2 separate regions of the Sus scrofa genome follow, and region 2 is linked to region 1. The links are chromatin contacts, called in public Hi-C maps. All regions are on one chromosome and are shown on one strand. Each heading gives the region's core, a stretch centred on a gene start, on an enhancer-like site or on the middle of the called end of the contact. The rest is flanking DNA. Distances are from core to core; before and after follow the strand shown. Region 1 holds the start of COTL1 (coactosin-like protein). Region 2 overlaps TLDC1 (TLD domain-containing protein 1).

The links. Hi-C and Micro-C count contacts between places; a contact is called where the count stands out from the background.
Region 2: a contact with region 1 is called in a Hi-C map of liver, with 5 times the contacts expected there. The contact joins the enhancer-like site here to the promoter of COTL1 in region 1. A contact is called at or near these places in 2 of 5 promoter capture datasets (fetal liver and liver), 30 of 47 Hi-C or Micro-C datasets (adipose tissue, alveolar macrophages, blood and 15 more) and 2 of 2 datasets of contacts at active chromatin or transcription factors (alveolar macrophages and skeletal muscle).

What each region holds. Positions count from the first base shown.
Region 1 is chr6:4,097,153-4,101,311 of Sscrofa11.1, forward strand. It overlaps COTL1 (coactosin-like protein), which reads left to right and starts at 2,189. Exons shown (of 4, transcript XM_003361733.4): 1 at 2,189-2,531; 2 at 2,794-2,876. The coding sequence starts at 2,455.
Region 2 is chr6:4,189,175-4,193,333 of Sscrofa11.1, forward strand. The region is part of intron 1 of TLDC1 (TLD domain-containing protein 1); the gene reads left to right. Among named protein-coding and RNA genes, the nearest start is that of TLDC1, 21 kb to the left of the region's middle. Within about 2 kb of position 2,112, at least 28 of the 83 cell types and tissues checked have an H3K27ac peak or open chromatin away from gene starts, as enhancers often do. A contact at or near this core is called in adipose tissue, alveolar macrophages, fetal liver and 3 more, where this site is marked.

The DNA.
Region 1 (4,159 bases), core at 939-3,438:
CGCATCTTTGACTTAGGCCAAAGCTGGTGGCAACGCCAGATGCTTAACCCACTGAGTGCGCCCAGGGATTGAATCCCACTTCTTATAGACACGAGGTCGGGTTCTTAACCTACTGAGCCCCCTCTTCTCTTTTTTAGGCTGGCTTCCCCGTATGTCAGCAGGACAAAATTCTTTGTAATTTGAGTTGCAAATACTTTCCACTGCTTTGTCTTTTGGGCTTTTTTTCCCCCACTGAGGAAGAGTTTTTATATATTTGAATGTGCCCATTTTGTTACAGCTTCTGGATTTTGAGTCATACTTAGAAGGACCTTTTCTATTCGACTTAGAACAGAAGCTTACCATGTTTTCTTCTGGTACTTTTGCGGTTTCCTTTATTTTCAGGCAAATCTTTGATTCTTTTTGACGGTACCCTGATCTGTGGTGTGAGGTACGGATCCATTTTTGTTTTTCTTTCTAATGGCCGATTGTCCCATTGCCCTTCCCAGGGAGTAAGGTAGAGCTGCTTTGGGCTGCACCAAATTAATGTTTTTGTCTTTTTATTTATAACAATAGCAGCTCCTCCTTTCCTGTAAATGTGGCCCCATTCATCCCCCACCCCCTTACTGCCTGTTCTCTGCTTATTTGATTTTTTCTTTGGCTGTGCCTGAGACATGTGGAAGTTTCTGGGCTAGGGATTGAATCCTCGCCACAGCGGTGACCGGAGCCACTGTTGTGACAATTATGGATCCTTAGCCCGCTGTGTCACAAGGGAACTCTGCCTGCTTGATTTTTGTTTGCCATCGAGAGTTTTTTTTTTTTTTTTTTGTCTTTTTGCTATTTCTTGGGCCGCTCCCACGGCATATGGAGGTTCCCAGGCTAGGGGTCCAATCGGAGCTGTAGCTGCCGGCCTACGCCAGAGCCACAGCAACGCCAGATCCGAGCCGCGTCTGCAACCTACACCACAGCTCACAGCAACGCCGGATCTTAACCCACTGAGCAAGGGCAGGGATCGAACCTGCAACCTCATGGTTCCTAGTCGGATTCGTTAACCACTGCGCCACCACGGGAACTCCTGCCATTGAGAGTTTTATTAGTTAGATGTTGTCCCTGACCTTCTGGGTTTCTATCTAGGAATTACTTTAATGAATAACCAACAATGGTGACCTTTTGTTGAATGTCCAATATGTTTGTTTACAAATATCCCTTCCACTAAACCATAAAACAAACCTATGATATTAGTAGTATTATTCCATTGGAGGAGAGTAATCAGGCAGTTCACAGGCTTGTCCAAGGGCCCAGTGTTAAAAAGAGGCAGTGGTGGATGCAGTTTAAGAGGCGGGCTTTTTTACCTGCCTCGACCCTATAACTGGTCTTTATGGCGTGACTGCAAGAGGGAATGAATGAGTGAGTCAGTGAGGGAAGGAAGAAGGCAGAATGAGTCAGCTCCTGCACCCACAGGGGAGATAAGAGGTGAATGCAAATAACCAGCACACAAAGTAAACAGTGATCCCACCAGCGTTTTGGAAGCAGTCCATCTTTCTATCCCCTCCTGTTTAAGATGCTTAATTCTCTCCAATTCCTTCCTACCTAGAAACCGCGGAGCCAAACCCTGGGGGTAGGAGCAGTCTCCTAGGGTTGGATGCGTGAAGTCACCCCCTTGGAGGTCCCCTGTGGAGCTCTGTAGCCCAGCAGGCAGGGTGTGTGTGGGGGGCGGGGAGGAGAGCGATGGAGGGAGGGAGGTTGGAGGGGGATGCAAGGTGGGAGAGGGAAGGGAGGAGGGGGGAATAGAGGAGGCAGAAAGGGTTGTTGCGGCGGGGGGATAAGGAGGAGGGGGGCTGGAGGAGGAGAGAAGGGCCAGGAGGAGAGGTGGGAATAGACGGTAGGGAGAAGGGGAGAACTGGGAGGAACGAGGCCTTTGGTGGGGGAGAGGGGGAGGAAGGGAAAGGAGAAAGAGGGCTGCGGGAGAAGATGGGGGAGGGCTTGGGAAGGAGTTGGGGGAGTAGGGGAAGGAGGAGAGGGTTCAGGAAGAGAGAGAAGACGGAGACAGGGAGGGGAAGGGGAGGGGGAGGAGGGAGGAAAAAGCCCCTTCTCCAGCCCCCACCGCAGAGTTGCGCAACCCACCCGGGCCGGGATTGGCCGCCGGCGAGTAAAGACGCCCCGCCCCCGGGGCCCTACGGCCAATAGCGAGAGGGGGCCGGGCGAGATGCGTCCCAGGAGGCCAATGGCCGGAGGGGGCGGGGCGGCGCGGCCTGCATCTGGCCCGCGTTCCCTGCGCACTCCGTGCCACCGCCGCGCTCGGAGCTCGGAGCTCGGAGCTCGCAGCTCGCTTCGCCCTGCGCCTCTGTCGCCGCCGCCGCTGCCACCGCCACCCGCACACCCTTGGCGCGTCCACGCACCGCTCCGCTCCTTGCAGCCGGCACAGAGTGCGCTTATCGCTCGTTCAGGGCAGCGTGTCCCCGTTGCAGCCCCTCGGCGATGGCCACCAAGATCGACAAAGAGGCTTGCCGGACGGCGTATAACCTGGTGCGCGACGACAGCTCGGCCGTCATCTGGTGAGGAACTTTCCATTGCTCTCCAAGCCCCGCTCCCCGAGCTCGCGAGGGGCCGGGGGCACTGAGCCGTCTTCCAGACCGGACGGATTAAGGGTCATCCCGTGCTGTCTTCCCGCAGCCTTAACCCAGGACAGCGTGGAAAGCCAGCGCTGGCTTCTCCCTAGCCAGAGCATCTTTTAGATTGTCCTGCTGGAAGCTCGGCACCATGCCGCTACCAACGTTGATGTGTGTGTGTGTGTTTTTCTCTTCTCCCAATCCAAAGGGTGACTTTTAAATACGACGGCTCCACCATCGTCCCCGGCGAGCAGGGAGCGGAATATCAGGACTTCATCCAACAATGCACAGGTAGGGAGAAGCGCCTTCTAGGGGAGTTCCCCATCTTTGGAGAAACTGTCAATGCCAGGGAGAAGCGGCAGAGGCCAAAGGCGCCCCTGGCTTAGTGGAACCAGATAAGAGCGTTTTAAAGCCTCATAAAAACCTCTCCCGTCTGGGCATCCGGAGCCGTCGGAGGTGACCACACAGTACCCTTTCTAGGCACGACGGCTCCTTTACCCCCTGTGAGTCACTAGTTTTCCAGCACCAGCTCACGCGGTTTCAAACTCCAGCCCTCTCCACTTTACCCTTTCTTAGGTCAGCAAGCCCAAATAAAAACAATCCTGGAGTTTATTGCAGGAGAAGGAAACTCTCAGCGGCCCCCGCCCCCCACAATCATTGTCCTTGTGCTGGTGATATGTGCTTATTTGTAGAGCCAAGTATGAAAGAGTACACCCCGTGTGATCCCATTTATATGAAATGATAGAAAAGGCAAAGCTAATCTGTGGTGTGAAAAGTGTGAAAAGTGGTCACGCTTGGGGGTGGGTAGCCGCTCCCTGGGAGCGGGCATGCGGAAGGTGGGGGTGGGTTCGGGTGGGGTTGGAAATGTTCCATATTTTTATCTGGGAGGTGGTCACACAGGTGTGTACCTATTTAAGAAATCGTCCAGCAAAATGCTTAAGATCTGTAAACTTTGGGCCCTTCCCTGGGGTGTGTGGAACCATGAAGAGGAAAGAAGCCGTGGCTCTATGACCACATCCCCTTCCCCCCTTCCCTGGAAGCTAAAGTCATTGGTAATGGGGCTCTTTAAAGCTGGGGTTGGACAATGGGCTCTTGAATGGTCCCCAGTCTCTGGCTTGGAAAGAGATATATTCAGACAAAGGCAGTGCAGCAGGGACGTTAGGGCGGGGACGCAGGGTCAGAAGGTGGCCACTTTCTAGCTCTGTGATTTGGGGCGAATTATTTAACCTCCTGGGGCTGGGGGGAGGGGAGGAGGCTTGGTTTCCTCGTCTGTCGTCTTAGAGAGCAGTTGTGAGCATAGGTGAGTCATTGTGTAAAACACTCAGGAGGGTGCCGTGGCCGGTGACATGGTCGTTTGTGAAACAGATAAAACGTACACAGGACGGGAGGGATCAGGGCTCCTTGCCTTTCTTCACGTAACATTCTGGGTTTACTCTAATTCAAAGAATATTTATGAAATGTCTGCTATGGGCTGACTGGTACGAAGGGGGTGTGTGTGTGTGTGTGTTTTCCCAATGTTCTCGCAACTGAAATGTCTCCCTGAGAGATGCCTCCAGATGTTCATTCACTGCTTT
Region 2 (4,159 bases), core at 862-3,361, 92 kb after region 1:
AGCCCTTAGCGGAATGCCCGGCACACAACCGGCGCTGAGCACATGCACTCGGCGCAGGAGCAGCTGTACTTACTCTGAAGGCCAGTCTGCTGCGGAGGAGCCAGGCTCGGGGGGGCAGGGCCCCTGTCCTAACGGCCGAGCGGGTCTGAAGTCCTAGCCCACGCTGCCCGGTGGGACGAGGCGCCCTGCACCACTCGAAGGGCTCCAGCGGCGCGTTTTCAAAGGGAAAAGACATGGGCGACATGCATCTTAACGCCGCGTGTTGTTTGACCCGCGCAGCCAAGTTAGCGTTTCCACCCGTCACCTCTTGTGTAATTACAGGGAGGCAGCAGCCGGACACTCACAGCCGGTCTGTGAGTCGGGGTGGTGGAGGTCGCAGGAACCCACACGCGGGATGAAGGCACCTCGAGTCACACGCGCACACACAGCGGTTTCCTGGTTTTGTTAAAGGACAATGGTGGCCTAAGATGTCACCATGTGACACTGAGGGAAGGGCACCCGGGACCTCTGTGTACTGTCTTCGCAACTTCCCGTGCATCTACAATTATTTGAAAATGAAGGTTAAAATGTTTGAGATTTTTATTTTATCTTATTTTTTGCTATTTCTTGGGCCGCTCCCGTGGCATATGGAGGTTCCCAGGCTAGGGGTCTAATCAGAGCTGTAGCCCCCAGCCTATGCCAGAGCCACAGCAATGCAGGATCCAAGCCGCGTCTGCAACCTACACCACAGCTCACGGCAACGCCGGATCGTTAACCCACTGAGCAAGGGCAGGGACCGAACCCGCAACCTCATGGTTCCTAGTCGGATTCGTTAACCACTGTGCCATGACAGGAACTCCTGTTTGAGATATTTTACAGCTTGTTATTATTTTGCTTTTTAGGGCTGCACCTGCGGCACGTGGAGGTTCCGAGTCTAGGACTCCAACTGGAGCTCCAGCTGGCGGCCTACGCCACAGCCACAGCCGCGCGGGATCTGAGTCTGTGACCTGCACCACAGCTCATGGCAACGCCAGATCCTTAACCCACTGAGCGAGGCCAGGGATCAAACCCACAGCCTCCTAGTTCTAGTCAGATTCGTTTCTGCTGTGCCACGATGGGAACTCCCTTAAATTTTTTTTTTTTTTACTTAAAAAAACCCAAAACCCCAAACCAAAACTCAAGCCTCAACTCTGAGTGGCACACTTACAGCACATCTCAGATGGGACCAGTTGAGAGGCTTGGAAGCCACCCGTGGCCATGGGCCGGGTGGGGTGGGGTGGGGCTGCAGATTCGAACAGCACAGCTGCGTTCCTTCCACTCCTGGAAGCCTGTTTTGTCTCTCCCACTGGCTGCTTGTCTGATAGATAAGTTACTTATCTCACCCTAGATGAGTTACAGCCCTCCTCTGAGCCTCAGTTTTCCTGATCTGTAAAGTGGGACTAATTATGGAGTGTAGCCTGCTCAGCTGTGTGAGGCTCAAGGGAGAGACTGTGTGTTGGGCACTTGGTAAGGACCTGGCCCATAGTCGCAGGGAGCCGACGATTACAAGTATTGTCATATGTGAAAGCCCAAACTGCATCTTCTCTGGTCCCCTGGTGTCACAGTCCTGTCCTTCCTCTGCTGCCCAGCCCCCTCCCTGCCCCCCACCCCTGTCCCCTCCCCACTGCCCCAGCTGGCGATGAGGCCCCAGCATCTCTTCTGGCGTCAGCTGCTGGGCAGGAGGTAAGATGTCCCCACTGACCTTGCCCCCTAACCCCTGGTTGTCGCAGATAGCCGGCAGCGAGCTGGCTGCGGGCTGGGCGGCCGCTGGGAGGCCGGCCTTCTGCAGAGATCTGTGCAGGGCCTCTTGTGACACTGAGGGCTTCCTCTCTGAGCCCGGGGCTGAACCCACAGCTGCTTTTCACCTTATAAGGCAACCCCTGGAAGCCTGCACACAGGTGAGCGGGCCGCTGCTGGGGCCTCTGAGCCCAGCCCTGGAGGCGCCCGCCTGAGCAGTGGGGGATTCGACACCTTTTATGGTTTTAGAGAAGAAGAAAAAGGCGGGTGCACCACAAAAGCAGAAACACAGGGTTTTATCGTGGTGAGAAACGCCGGGTTCACCTCCTACACACTTGCTCAAAACCAGGATGTTACTAGCGCTGCAGCGCGCCTGGCTCAGAACGCGCCGCGAAGGAGGCCGTGTGACCAGGGCCCCAGGGGGGCAGGAGGCAGCCACAGGAATCAGCTGTAGAATTGAAGCCAGGAGGTCGCTGGATGGGTTCAGGGCTTGTCCTTGGGGTCTTCTCTGCATCTATCCCCTCCTTTCAGCAGCGGAGCCTGCGGGTCAGGCGTGGGGGGCACATGTGTGATGCCACGTGCTCGTGCTCTGCATCCTGGGGCTGCCAGCAAGGCAGATGGCCAGTCCCCTCTCACACTACTGTCCCTGGCTGCCCTCTCCTGGGCGCTCCTTCCTGTGACCCCTTCAAGGACACCGATGGGGTTTTACCTGGATCATTGGCGAGGTGGGAAGAGGCAGGAACCCCAAGGAACTGTCTTAGGCTCCAAACTCTGTGAACTCCTGGCTGCATGTCTCCACTTTGTTCTCACCTCATGTGACAGGCACCCCCTGTCCCCCACTTCTCACCCCCGCTGTCCCAGCTGAACCAGAAATGACAGGAAATGGCTTAAAAAATGAAACCTTTAGGAGTTCTCGGGTGGCTCAAAGAGTTAAGGATCTGGTGTTGTCACTGCCGTAGCACGGGTTCAATCCCTGGCCTAGAAACTACTGTACTTCTGACTTGCCACCCCACCCCAAAAAAGGGAGAAACCTTAAAAAAAAAAAAAAAAAAAAAAAAAAAAACCCCACATGATCCAGGGAGTGCATTATAGAAAACGGAAGGAAGTGACTGTCCAGAGGAAAGCGGATGGCGCTGACCTTGGCCAGGTGGCCACGGCCAACACCAGCAGTGGGGCCTCGGGGACACCTGCGCCCTTGATAGGCTTTGTGAGGGGGCCACTGCACCTGTGGGGGCTTCGCACCCCACAGCACAAGCCCAGCCTAATCACGAGGGATGCGCCGGACAAACCCCGTTCGAAGACACCTTACGACACACTCCTCCAGGCCGTCGGCAGCCAGGGAAGCCCGAGGAGCTGTCAGAGCCCAGAGATGCCCCAGGAGACTGAATGGACCCTGGGATCAGCATTGGTTCATCAGTGGGGACAAATGTTCTAGACAATTGTAAGACATTAGCCACAGGGGAGACTCAGTGTGGGATACACGGGACCTCTCTGTATCCTATTCTCAACAACCTTGGAAGTCAGAAATTATTCCAAAAGTTTTAATGTGAAAAGAAAACCATGAGCTGAGCTGATTGTTTTGCAGTGATCATGAGCGCCACCTTGTGGGCACAGGGCTACATTGGCTGTGCCGAGTCTGCAAGGACACAGGCACAGACTGCGCGTGGGCAATGGGAAAGGCCGGTGCCCTGCCCTGCAGTGGCTCCTCATCCAGCGGAGAAAGTGCACAGCAAACACAGGGCTCCTGGTCGCAGCCAGCATCTATTTGCACCGTCGCCTTGGGCCGGAGCCTGAGCTGAGCCATTCTCTTGTCCCTGGTCCAAGACAGCCTGGCAGGTGCAGTCACCAAACCAGCTTTGTGGAGTTCTGTTGTCTGTGCAGTGGCTTGGGTTTCAGTCCTGGCCCAGGAACTTCCATGTGCCATGGGTGTGGCCCCCCAAAATCCCCAAACCAGCTTTATTTCCTGCTGCCCTCCCCCCTCCAACCTGCTCACTATGGTGGAAGGGGAGCTACCTTCTCGCCCTTGCGTGAAAAGCCCGGACCTTCTCTGTGGTTTTTCTCTCTCCACTTTAAGGATGTCAGGTCCTGGGGTCTCTTTGGCTCGGAAGCAGTCCCTCTCCACTTCATTACTGGAAGATGTCCAATCCCAGCTAATGAAGCTTGGGGCTCCATTTAACATTGAATGTCTGGCCTCCCTCCCCTGGAGCACCTGCCGGGAGGGAGGGGGCTGGGTGGCTTGCCTCCTCTTTGTTCCCTCCTTCCCTTACAGCCACTGTTTCTGGTCAGGGTTGCCAGAAAAAACCTCATCGTCCAGTTAAATTTGTATTTTGGGCAAAGGACAAATCATTTCTTTTCAGTATAGGTATGTCCCATGCAACATTTGGGACTATTCATTACTAAAGAA